Linked DNA regions of Pan troglodytes: region 1 is linked to region 2. The links are chromatin contacts, called in public Hi-C maps. All regions are on one chromosome and are shown on one strand. The core of a region is the stretch at or near the end of the contact, and the rest is flanking DNA. Distances in the headings are between cores, read along the strand shown.

Evidence for each region. Hi-C and Micro-C count contacts between places; a contact is called where the count stands out from the background.
Region 1: a Hi-C map of stem cell-derived neural progenitor cells shows a contact between it and region 2, with 2.3 times the contacts expected there. The contact joins two enhancer-like sites. A contact is called at or near these places in 3 of 7 Hi-C or Micro-C datasets (blood, induced pluripotent stem cells and stem cell-derived neural progenitor cells).

What each region holds. Positions count from the first base shown.
Region 1 is chr6:85,203,866-85,209,361 of NHGRI_mPanTro3-v2.0_pri, reverse strand. It overlaps SRRM3 (serine/arginine repetitive matrix 3), which reads left to right. Exons shown (of 16, transcript XM_054655836.2): 12 at 874-1,235; 13 at 2,114-2,338; 14 at 2,430-2,567; 15 at 2,988-3,066; 16 at 5,079-5,496. The coding sequence ends at 5,291. Among named protein-coding and RNA genes, the nearest start is that of HSPB1, 19 kb to the right of the region's middle. Within about 2 kb of position 2,156, at least 4 of the 24 cell types and tissues checked have an H3K27ac peak or open chromatin away from gene starts, as enhancers often do. A contact at or near this core is called in stem cell-derived neural progenitor cells, where this site is marked.
Region 2 is chr6:85,169,195-85,174,675 of NHGRI_mPanTro3-v2.0_pri, reverse strand. No RefSeq gene overlaps it. Among named protein-coding and RNA genes, the nearest start is that of HSPB1, 16 kb to the left of the region's middle. Within about 2 kb of position 2,570, at least 24 of the 24 cell types and tissues checked have an H3K27ac peak or open chromatin away from gene starts, as enhancers often do. A contact at or near this core is called in stem cell-derived neural progenitor cells, where this site is marked.

The sequences.
Region 1 (5,496 bases), core at 907-3,406, 35 kb before region 2:
ATGAGCTGCACTGTTGAGGCCAGAAGGTGGACACCCAGGAGAGGCAGAGGCAGGGCAGGCGCGGGGAACCGTGTGTGCGATGCTCCGGGACTGGCAGCCCCCGGCTCGGGCCCGGTGAAAGCCCTCTCTCCTTCTCTCCCCCCACCCCACCCGCCCGCTCTCTCACCCCAACTTCTCGCTCCTCTTGCTCTGTCCTCTCTCTGCCCCCACTCTTGTCCCCTACCTGTCTGGATTTTTTCTGTTTCTCGAACTTCTCCCTGGCTTCCATCCTTCTCTCTCTTCGCTCTTTCTCTCTTCCTCTCTCTCTCTTCTCTTCCCCCACCCCCGTCTCTCCTCTGTCTCTTCTTCTCACTGTCTCTGTCCCCTTCTCTCTTCCCCCCTTTTTTCCTTCTCCTCCCTCTCTCCTCCCTTGCTCTCTCCTCTCTCACCCTCGCTCTTTCGCCCTCTCTCTTTCTCATCTCTCTCCCTCTCACTCTGTCTCTCTCCTGCTCTTTTTCTCTCTTCCTCTTCTCTGCCTCCTCCCTCTCTCCCTCTTTCTTTCTTCTCTGTCTCTCTTCTCTTCCTCTCTCCTGTCTCTCTTCATTCTCTCTCTCCGTCTCTTTTTCTCTGTCTCTCGCTCTCTTTCTGTCTCTCTGTCTCTCTCTCTCTCCTCTCTTTCTGTCTCTGTCTCTCCCTCTTTCCTCTTTCTCTCTGTCTCTGTCTCTTTCTCTCTCTCTCTCCCGTCTGTCTCCTCTCTTCTCTCTCTCCTCTCTTTCTGTCTCTGTCTCTCCCTCTTTCTCTCTCTCTCTCCCGTCTGTCTCCTCTCTTCTCTGTCTCTGTCTCTCTCGTCTCCCTCTCCCCCCTCCGTGCCCTGTCTGCCTCTCTCCCCGTCAGAAGCCCAGCTCGCCCTCGCCCAGGGTCCGTGATAAGGCGGCGGCCGCCGCACCCACGCCGCCCGCGCGGGGGAAGGAGAGCCCGAGCCCGCGCTCGGCGCCGTCGTCCCAAGGTCGCGGAGGCCGCGCGGCGGGCGGGGCGGGCAGGCGGCGGCGGCGGCGGCGTAGGCGGCGGCGCTCGCGGTCCTCGGCGTCCGCGCCCCGCCGCAGGGGTCGCCGGCGCCCCCGGCCCGCGCCCCCCCGGGGCTCGTCGCGCTCGCTCAGCAGGGCCCGCTCCAGCAGCGACTCCGGCAGCGGCGGCGGCGCCCCCGGCCCCGGGCCCGAGCCCGGCTCTGAGCGAGGCCACGGCGGACACGGGAAACGGTGAGCGTGCTGGACCCGGAGCTGGACTCCCGCCCCCACCCCGCACAGGGCTCCCCTCCACTAGCGGATCCCTGCCCACGGGATCCCTCCCCGCGCTGAGCTACCCCCCAGGGATCCCAACCCCCTCCCACCGAGCTACCTCCACGGATTCCACCCCCCCATGAGCTACCCCCCACGGATCCCACCCTCCCCACTGATGTATGCCCCACGGATCCCAACCCCTCCTCACTGAACTACCCCCCACGGATCTCAACCCCCCACGGAGCTCTCCTCCCTCTCCACGGACCCCAAACCCCTATGGACCCCATGGATCCTCCCATGGATTTCCTCCGCACACTGATCTCAACTCCCCTCTCACAGGGCTCCCTCCCTCGACGACCCTAACTCTCTCTAGGGAGTTACCCTCCCTCCACTGACCTCCAAACTCCAGGGAGTTTCCCTCCCCACACTGATCCCAGCCCCCCGACGGAGTTCTCCCTCCACTGATGCCAACCCCCCAGGGAGCTCCCTCCCCACCCTGAGCTACCCCCGGTTATCCTGACCCCTCCCCACAACTGATCCGTCTCCCCTTACTGATCACTGCCCCCAGGGAACCCCCTCTCCTCCCATGAGGCTCCCCGCTTACTGATCACTCTCCCCCCATCCCGCAGAACAATCTCCTCCACTGATCTCCCCCAACACGCCCCCTCACGGGGCTCCCCCTGAACTGACCCCTGCCCCTCACTAGGCTCCGCGTTCACTGCGCACTCCGCGCGAACTGACCACAAACTACAAGGACCCCGCCCCTCCGCCCTAAGCCCCGCCCCAGGGAACCCTCCCCGCCCCCAGCCCCCTTTCCGGGTCGCTGAGCCCTATCCCGCGCCGTCTCCCTCCTCCAGGGCCAAGGAGCGGCCCCCGCGCGCGCGGCCCGCCAGCACCTCTCCGTCCCCGGGCGCGCACGGCCGGCGCGGCGGCCCAGAAGGGAAGAGCTCGTCGCGCAGTCCCGGCCCGCACCCCCGCTCCTGGAGCTCCAGCCGCTCGCCCTCCAAATCTCGCTCGCGCTCCGCGGAGAAGCGGCCCCGCAGCCCCAGCCGCTCGCCGTCGCCCAAGAAGCCCCTCAGCCGGTGAGTGCCTGCCCGGACCGGGCCGACGGGGCGGGCGGCGGGGTGGAGCGGCCGGGCCGCGTCGCTCACTTACCTCGCGCCGGCCCCGCAGGGACAAGGACGGCGAGGGCCGCGCAAGGCACTCTGAGGCCGAGGCCGCCCGCGCCCGGCGCCGCTCCCGCAGCTACTCGCCCATCCGCAAGCGGCGCCGGGACTCGCCAAGCTTCATGGAGCCGCGGCGCATCACCAGGTATGGAGGGTCTTGGGGGGGCCGGTGGCGCAGGGCTGGGGCCGCTGACCCGGATCAGGGACAGAGACCTCGGCCCGGGGACCTTCTCTGAGGATCCACTGAACCTGGCACGGGGATGGGGGGGGGCTAAGGGACAATGAGTGGGTTCTGCCAGGGTAGGGGGCCAGGGGAGGAGGGGGCTAGAACTGGAGGTGCTGGGGTCTTTCAGAGAGACAGGTGCAGGAGGCCACGCAGAAGGAAGGGCCACGGTGGGGGCCTGAGGGCCCATGAAGGGGAGGGGGCTCTGTACTTGGGTCTGGGTGGGCCGCAGCCGGCATGGAATTCAGCTCTGCAAGAGTCCCGCTATCCCTCCGGAGCCCCTCCCGCCCTCCCTGCATCCGTCTCCGGACAATGATGTCTCCTTTTCTCCTTCATCTCAAGGTCCAGCCTGCTGAGTGGCCTGTGGTCAGCCTGGGGGCCAGGCGGACCCCTCTGCACAGGCTGCCTGGGAGATGCCCAAGTGAGCTGGTCTGGCCCTGGTCAGCTGTCCGTCTGTCTGCCTCTCTCTTTCTCACTAACCTGGGGGATTTGGAGGAGGGGGCACAGCAGTCTGGTCTCTGGGGCAGCTGTCAGAGGAGCCAGCCACACCCCCTTGCCCTACACAGCTGTGGGGCTGTGCCCAGGGCGTGGCTGGTGAAGCCATGATCAGTTTCTCTGCTAGGACTGGAAGTGTCTGGGCCTGGGTCTCCGGGTGACATTATGGTCTGCCTTTGTGGAAATCACCCTGAAGCCCTAGATTACCCTGGCAGGGGGTTGGGGGGAACACAGGCAAAAAGTTCTGAGCCCAACTCTACCACTGCCTTGCTGGGCAGCCTTGGGAGATCGGTGTGCCTCTCTGGGCCTCGGTTGCCACATCTGTACAATAACCAGGTTTTCGTGAGCATCTTTTCAGTTCTAACAGGGTATGATTATCAAACTAGTCCCTCCTAGTCCTTGGTGATCCAGGTAACCAAGCAGCACGGGGTGGACATTACCCCAGAGCTCAAAGCCAGACCGCCTTGAAGGAGAAGCCAGATTGTGCTACTGCTTCTTTTTTTTTTTTTTTTTTTTTTAAGACTGAGCTTTGCTCTTGTCACCCAGGCTAGAGTGCAATGGTGCAATCTCGGCTCACTGCAACCTCCACCTCCCAGGTTTAAGTGATTCTCCTGCCTCAGCCTCCCAAGTAGCTGGCATTACAGGCACCTGCCACCACGCCCAGCTGATTTTTTTTGTATTTTTAGTAGAGACGGGGTTTCACCATGTTAGTCAGGCTGGTCTCAAACTCCTGACCTCAGGTGATCCACCTGCCTTGGCCTCCCAAAGTGGTGGGATTATAGGCGTGAGCCCCCGCGCCCGACCAAATTGTCCTACTTCTAACGGATGTCCTCTCCCACCTCCTGTCCAGCCACCGTGCCCAAGGAACAAAGAGCCATTTTGAACCCAGGGATCTTCCTGCGTCCCCCCTTCCTTCTGATGCCAACTCACCAGGCTGGGGACGCCCCCAGACAGGTCACACACCCTGCCCGTAGGCCAGGCCCTCACACCTTCCACCTGGCACCCACTCAGCCCCTCTCCCAGGCTGCCTCCTCCTCCACTAACATACACCTGTTTTCTTCCTCAGAATTAACCCTGCGACGGGGCAGTGTTGCCCCTTAACCTCTCTTTTCTCTTCTCTGGGTCATAGCCTCCTGGCTTCCAACTAACTCTGGGCCAGCGGGAGGTAGCTGAGTGAGGAGTGGGGCCGGCGGGACTGGACCGGACCGTGGGCATGGGGAGCAGCGGCCAGGACTCCCCTCCTTGTTCCTTTCGAGTGACCTGAAAGCAACAAATTCCTTGATTGCAGAGGGGACAGGGGAACAGAGAGGCAGGGCTGGGACGTAGTCACAGACACTTACATGCCAGCTTGGGTGATGGGAGCTGTCCACATTTGCAAGTTTCATTCATTCAACAAGTTTTTTTTTTGAGACGGAGTCTCACTCTGTCACCCAGGCTGGAGTGCAGTGGCGCAATCTCCACTCACTGCAGCCTCCGCCTCTGGGGTTCAAGCGATCCTCCCACCTCAGCCTCCCAAGTAGCTGGGATTACAGGTGCACACCACCATGCCCGGCAAATGTTTCTATTTTTAATAGAGACAGGGTTTCATTATGTTGGCCAGACTGGTCTCAAACTTCTGACCTCAAGTGATCCGCCTGCCTCAGCCTCCCAAAGTGCTGGGATTACAGGCGTGAGCCACCGCGCCCAGCCTCAACAAGTATTTATTAGCAGGTGTTCGGATCGGGTAGAGACATGGTCTCCTTTCCCTGCAGATAGGTGAAGAAAAGCAAAATGATCAACATGGAATTTGCAAGTAACCAATGACCGTCAGATTCCATTTGGAGAAGGCAGGTGTCTCTAAGGCCAGGGCTCAGGGGAAACAGGCAGGAAGCCCTGGCCGCTGCTGGGATGGGGCTCGGGGCCTGGGATGGCCTGTAATCAGCTTTTTCTTCCCGGCAGCGCCCGCAAGCGTCCTATTCCATACTACCGGCCCAGCCCCTCTTCCTCCTCCAGCTGCTTGAGCAGCGACTACTCGACCCGGAGCCACAGCCGCAGCCCCAGCCCCGGCCACAGCCACGGGAGCTACAGCAGTCGCAGCCATGGGACCCGCAGCCGGACACGCAGCCCCTCGAGGACCCCCAGTCCCAGCTACCACAGCCGGAGCAGCTCTGAGAGCGGGGGCTTCTGAGCCCAGACAGACTCAGCTTGGTGCCCCCCTGGCACTGGGAGAGGCGAGGGGCGGGCCCCAGGACCCCAGTGGGGAGGGGGCTATATCTCCTTGCCCCCAAGGCTACAAAGAGGTCTCAGGGCCAGTGCACGGGCAGATGGGACCGGGGAAGACTTTGAGGGTGGGCATCCAGTGGACAAGGAGAAGCCA
Region 2 (5,481 bases), core at 1,321-3,820:
TTTAGCCCGGTTCTTCTCTGCCCTGGGCTTCAGTTTCCAAGGGCCTTCAAGCCTCCCTGAATTTCCCTCCTGGAAGACCCAGCCCACTCTCTCTGCCTTGGAAGGGTCTGGCAGCCAAGGCCTGCGCCCGGGCTCCTGCCCCACCCTGTCACACCCTCTGCTGCAGGGGGGTTGACCACTGTTTCCACTCTGATCCTAATCAGAACTGGCACATTTTAGGAGGCACCTGCTAGCTGCCAATCACTTGTTAGCTTATTAAATCCTCATAGCAACCCCACTCCACTGAGCGGCAGCACGGGATCGCAGTTATGGTTGCAGGAACTCATGTCACACTGCCTGGGTTCAATCCCACTTGGCCACTTACTTTTTAGCTGTGGGACCTTGGGCATGTTGCTAAGTCTCAGTTTCCTCATCTGCAAATGATGCAACTATATGAATTAATACCTAAGAAGTATTCTTTTTTTTTTTTAACTGAGTTTCATTCTTGTTGCCCAGGCTGGAGTGCAGTGGCACTATCTCGGCTCACCGCAACCTCTGCCTCCTGGGTTCAAGCGATTCTCCTGCCTCAGCCTCCCGAGTAGCTGGGACTACAGGTACCTGCCACCACACCCGGCTAATGTTGTATTTTTAGTAGAGATGGGGTTTCTTTATGTTGGTCAGGGTGGTCTCTAACTCCCGATCTCAGGTGATCCACCCGTCTCGGCCTCCCAAAGTGCTGGGATTACAGGCATGAGACACCACGCCTGACTTTTTTTTTTTTTTTTTTTTTTGAGACAGGATCTTGCTCAGTTGCCCAGGCTGGAGTGCCATGGCACCATTACAGCTCACTACAGCCTCGAATTCTTGGACTCCAGCTACCCTCCTACCTCAGCCTCCCAAGTAGCCGGGACTACAAGCATTTGTCAATATGCCTGGCTAATTTTGTAATTTTGGTAGAGATAGGATCTCGCTATGTTGCCCAGGCTGGTCTGGAACTCCTGGTCTCCAGCAATCCTCCTGCCTCAGCCTCCCAAAGTGCTGGGATTACAGGCTTGAGCCTCTGCACCCAGCCACTGTGAAGTCTTTAGAAGGCTGCTGAGAGCCGATAGTAAGCACTCAGTCACTGCTAGACATTTTTGAGGTAGGTTGTATTATTCTCATTTTACAGATGTAGAAACTGATCCTCTAAAAGGCTAAATACCTTGAGAGGTTATGTCACCTAATTAGGACATGGTGGGATGAGAATCCAAATCCTGAGCTCTTAAGCTTTTGTCCCCCAACAGCCCTTTATTCAGAAAATGAAACATTGGGTCGGGCACAGTGGTTTTCACCTGTAATCCCAACACTTTGGGAGGCTGAGGCTTGAGGTCAGGTACTCGAGACCAGTCTGGGCACCACAGTGAGACCCTGTTTCTACAAAAAAAATTTAGAAATCAGCTGGGTATGGTGGTGCACACCTATAGTCTCAGCTACTCGGAGCCCAGGATTTGGAGGCTCCAGTGAGCTATGATTGCACCACTGCACTCCAGTACAGCCTGGGCAACAGAGTGACACCTTGTCTCTAAAAAAGAAAGAAAAAGAAAATAGACATTGCTGAGCGACAGAAATCCCACCTTTCTAAACAGTCAGCAACCTCACTGGAGCTGATTTTTAATTCCTAAATCCAGCCTTGATAGTGACTTGGGCAACTCATCTCCCTCTCGGCCTGGGATTATACAACTCTATGTCAGGAGATGGGAAGCGGAGAGACTGGGTGTCTTTATTCCATTTCTGACATCTTTCAGGACTGATGATGGGGGAGGGCCCTGGCCCTGGCTGGCCGCCACTGTTCGATTCAGTTATCATCATCAGGACCGTGGGAGGGAAGGGTATTGGAGCAGAGGACCTTGAAGGGCGCACAGGAGGCTGATGGGGCTGTAACACCTGGGGTATGAGGGCAGCGGAGGTTGGACAGGCAGGTTGGGACCTAGCTGTGGAGGGCCTGGGATACCAAAGAGAGGCAGGACCTGGCCTCAGTGTCGCCAGGACACCAGATCTGCCCCCTCCCTCACTGTTGCACCATGGCTCCCGCGTGTAAAGTGATGGAACCCGTCAGACCCAGGTCGCCACCAGAAACCGCCCAGCTGTTGTGTGCATCGGGGGCCAGGAGTTTCCTCTTCTGCAATCTGGGAACAACGCAGACCTCCCAGGGCTGTTTTCAGAAGCAGAGATGTGTAGGTAAGAAAGGATAGCCAACCAGTACGGGCCGGGACACGAGATCACGTCATTATTCAGATGGAGAAACTGAAGGGCAGGCGTGGGACCAAGGGCCCACCACGAGCCCAAGGCTCCGTCCTCCCAAGCACGTAACAAAGGTGGAGGCGGAAGACGGAGGAGAGAGAAGCGGGTGAAGTTGGGAGATAAAGCTCCCCAGTGGCTGGAGGGCGGGATCTGCAACAAATGAAGCCCTGGGGCCGCTAAGCGGGCCAATTTCGGGGCAGGGACCCAGGCCCTAGCAACAGGCCGACCATTGGCGGAGCGGGGACACGCTGGCCTGTGATTGGCTCTTGCCATGCCCGAGGGGAAGGCGGCCGCCCCCCGGGGCGGGGCTACATACGCAGCCGCAGTCCCGCCCGGCCCACATCCGGGCTTCCGCGTAGTCCAGGCGCCCTGGCCTCTGCACCGTCCCAGAAACCTGTCTTACGTCGAGGAACCCGGGGGACAGAGGCGCGCCAGTGCACGCCGGGGCCAGGGACGAACGGCTCGCCATTGCAAAGGAGGCCCCTCGGGGAGACGGCAGGCAGCAAAAGGCTTCCTTGGCCGGGGGTCTGGGCGTTTAGGGAGTGGAGGTGCTCAGAGATAGGGCCGAGGATGGAGCTCCCAGGTGGGTTGGAGGCGGGGGTGGCTGGGCTCGAGGACGCTGTTGGAGTCCGGGGTCTGGAAGAGGCGATCCCCGGGAAAGCCAGCTTCAGAGCCGGGAGGGGTCGGCAGGGGACCTACTGCAAGAGCCCCCAGGTTGGGGTAGGGAGGGGGCCCAGACCTGGGCCAGGAGGGATGCTGAATCCCCCCATCTAGCTCTGGGGCTTTGCAAACCAGCATCACTGCAGCATTTTGTAGCTCAAGGAATGGGGCAGGGCGGCCAGACCAGCTGTGGCTAGTGCGTGCGTGAGGCCCTGAGGGATGCGGCCAATGCTATTTTGCTGTTTTGTACTTACTCAGTTTCATTTTGGCTCTGTCGCCACTAGGCGAAAGAAATCGAAGTGCTAACATACCACGGGGAGCAATGATTATTACTCAATGTGGCCCCGCCCCAGCAGCGGGAGGTGGCATCTGTTTGACCTTGGAGATTTGGACGGTATTTAGGGAGATTACATGAAAAAAAGACTCACCCCACAATGCTTGCAGTCAGCTACAAGCTGCTTTGTCCTTTATACCTTTTAGCCTTTATTTCCTGAGTCTATCTTGTCTGTTTCTAATGTAGTCTCCTGATTTAGGGCAAGAGAATATTTCTCACTCTTGGTCTGCCCACTACCCACAATCCTTGTCCGAGGATTTACTCGGCAAACTTAGCAGGCAAAACCCCTTGTCAACTTAACACTAAAAAATATCGTCTCTTGGAAGGCAGTCTGCTTTGATAAACCTAATGGAATAAAAAGTGAGTTTGCTATCTGGCTTTAAAGAACATAACCCAGCTGGGCATGGTGGCTCACACCTGTAATCCCAACACTTTGGGAGACCGAGGCAGGAGGATCGCTTAAGCCCAGGCGTTCAAGACCAGCCTGGGCAACATAGTATAGTAAAACCCAGTCTCTACAAAAAGAATTTAAAAATTAGCCAGGCCAGATAGCCCAGCTACTTGGGACGCTGAATCAGGATTGCTTTGAGTCCAGGAGGTGGAGGCTGCAGTGAGCTATGACTGCACCACTGCACTCCAGCCTGGTCAACAGAGCGAGATCCTGTCTCAAAACAAAACAAAAAAACTGACAACCAATGAAACCTCATCTCTAAAATCTGGCTTCAGGTTAAGTGAGTAAAAAGAGGCTTTCTTGTGGCCAGGCACGGTGGCTTATGCCTGGTAATCCCAGCACTTTGGGAGGCCAAGGCGGGCGGATCACGAGGTCAGGAGTTCAAGACCAGCCTGGCCAACATAGTGAAACCCTGTTTCTACTAAAAATACAAAAAAATTAGCCAGGCATGGTGGTGGATGCCTGTAATCCCAGCTACTCAGGAGGCTGAGGCAGGAGAATCAACGTGAACCCGGGAGGCTGAGGCAGGAGAATCAACGTGAACCCGGGAGGCAGAGGTTGCAGTGAGCTGGTATCACGCCATTGCACTCCAACCCCGGGCAATAGTGCGAGACTCCGTCTCAAAAAAAAAAAAAAAAAAAGCTTTCATTTATCTTCTCAGCTCCTACAAGCCAATGAGTGGTAGGGTAATTTGCCGACCACAGTGGGAAGAACTAATTTAACATCAAGATTGTGATTCCCCTAGCGTAGATCCAGTATGAAAGAAGTGTCTCAGGCATGCTTCTGGTTCCTGAGTTAACTCTAGTGAATAAGGTGGGCTGTGCTGTCTCCCCACCTCCCCCAGGCATAGGGGCAGAACAGCTGCAGACCACCAGGACCCAGTGGGCCAAGTGAGGATGTGAGTCACAGCCAGTGCTTATTAAACCACCTAATACTGTACTTTTCCCATCCAGGGGAGGCAGGAGAGGACTGAGGAGGCAAATCCCCGAGCCCAGAAGACTCCAGTCAGAAAACAAGATGGTCCCCATGGGTAGTGGCCAATCCCTCTGGCCTTTCAGAGCAGTGGCTTTGGCCTTGTCCGCTTAGGTAACAGGCTCTGCTGCTGGTAGTTGCTTAAGAGCACAGAGTAGCCGGGCGCAGTGGCTCACGCCTGTAATCCCAGCACTTTGGGAGGCCGAGGTGGGTGGATCACAAGGTCAGGAGATCGAGACCATCCTGGCTAACATGGTGCAATCCCGTCTCTACTAAAAATACAAAAAACTAGCTGAGCGTGGTGGTGGGTGCCTGTAGTCCCAGCTACTCGGGAGGCTGAGGCAGGAGAATGGTGTGAACCCAGGAGGCGGAGCTTGCCGTGAGCCGAGATCGTGCCACTGCACTCCAGCCTGGGCGACACAGCGAGACTCCATCTCAAAAAAAAAACAACAAAAACACAGAGTGAACCAGTGAGAAGGTTAAATGGAGGAGAAAGCAAAGTTCTTAACACAAGACAAAAAAAGTACCCCAACAAGGGCAGGAAACAAGCTAAATGACATAGGCACAAACGACAAACCCAGAACGTGGGGCCTTGAGACTGTCAAGTAGCCTGGTCTCAAGCCATTATCAGGCCCAGGCGTGGTGGCTCATGCCCATTAATTCTAACACTTTGGGAGGCCAAGGTGAGAGGATCACTTGAGGCCAGGAATTCAGGAACAGCCTAGACAACATACCCATCTTTACAAAAAATAAAAATAGATTTATTGGAAGGCCATGTTGAAAAAAAAAAAGAAAAAAATTAGCC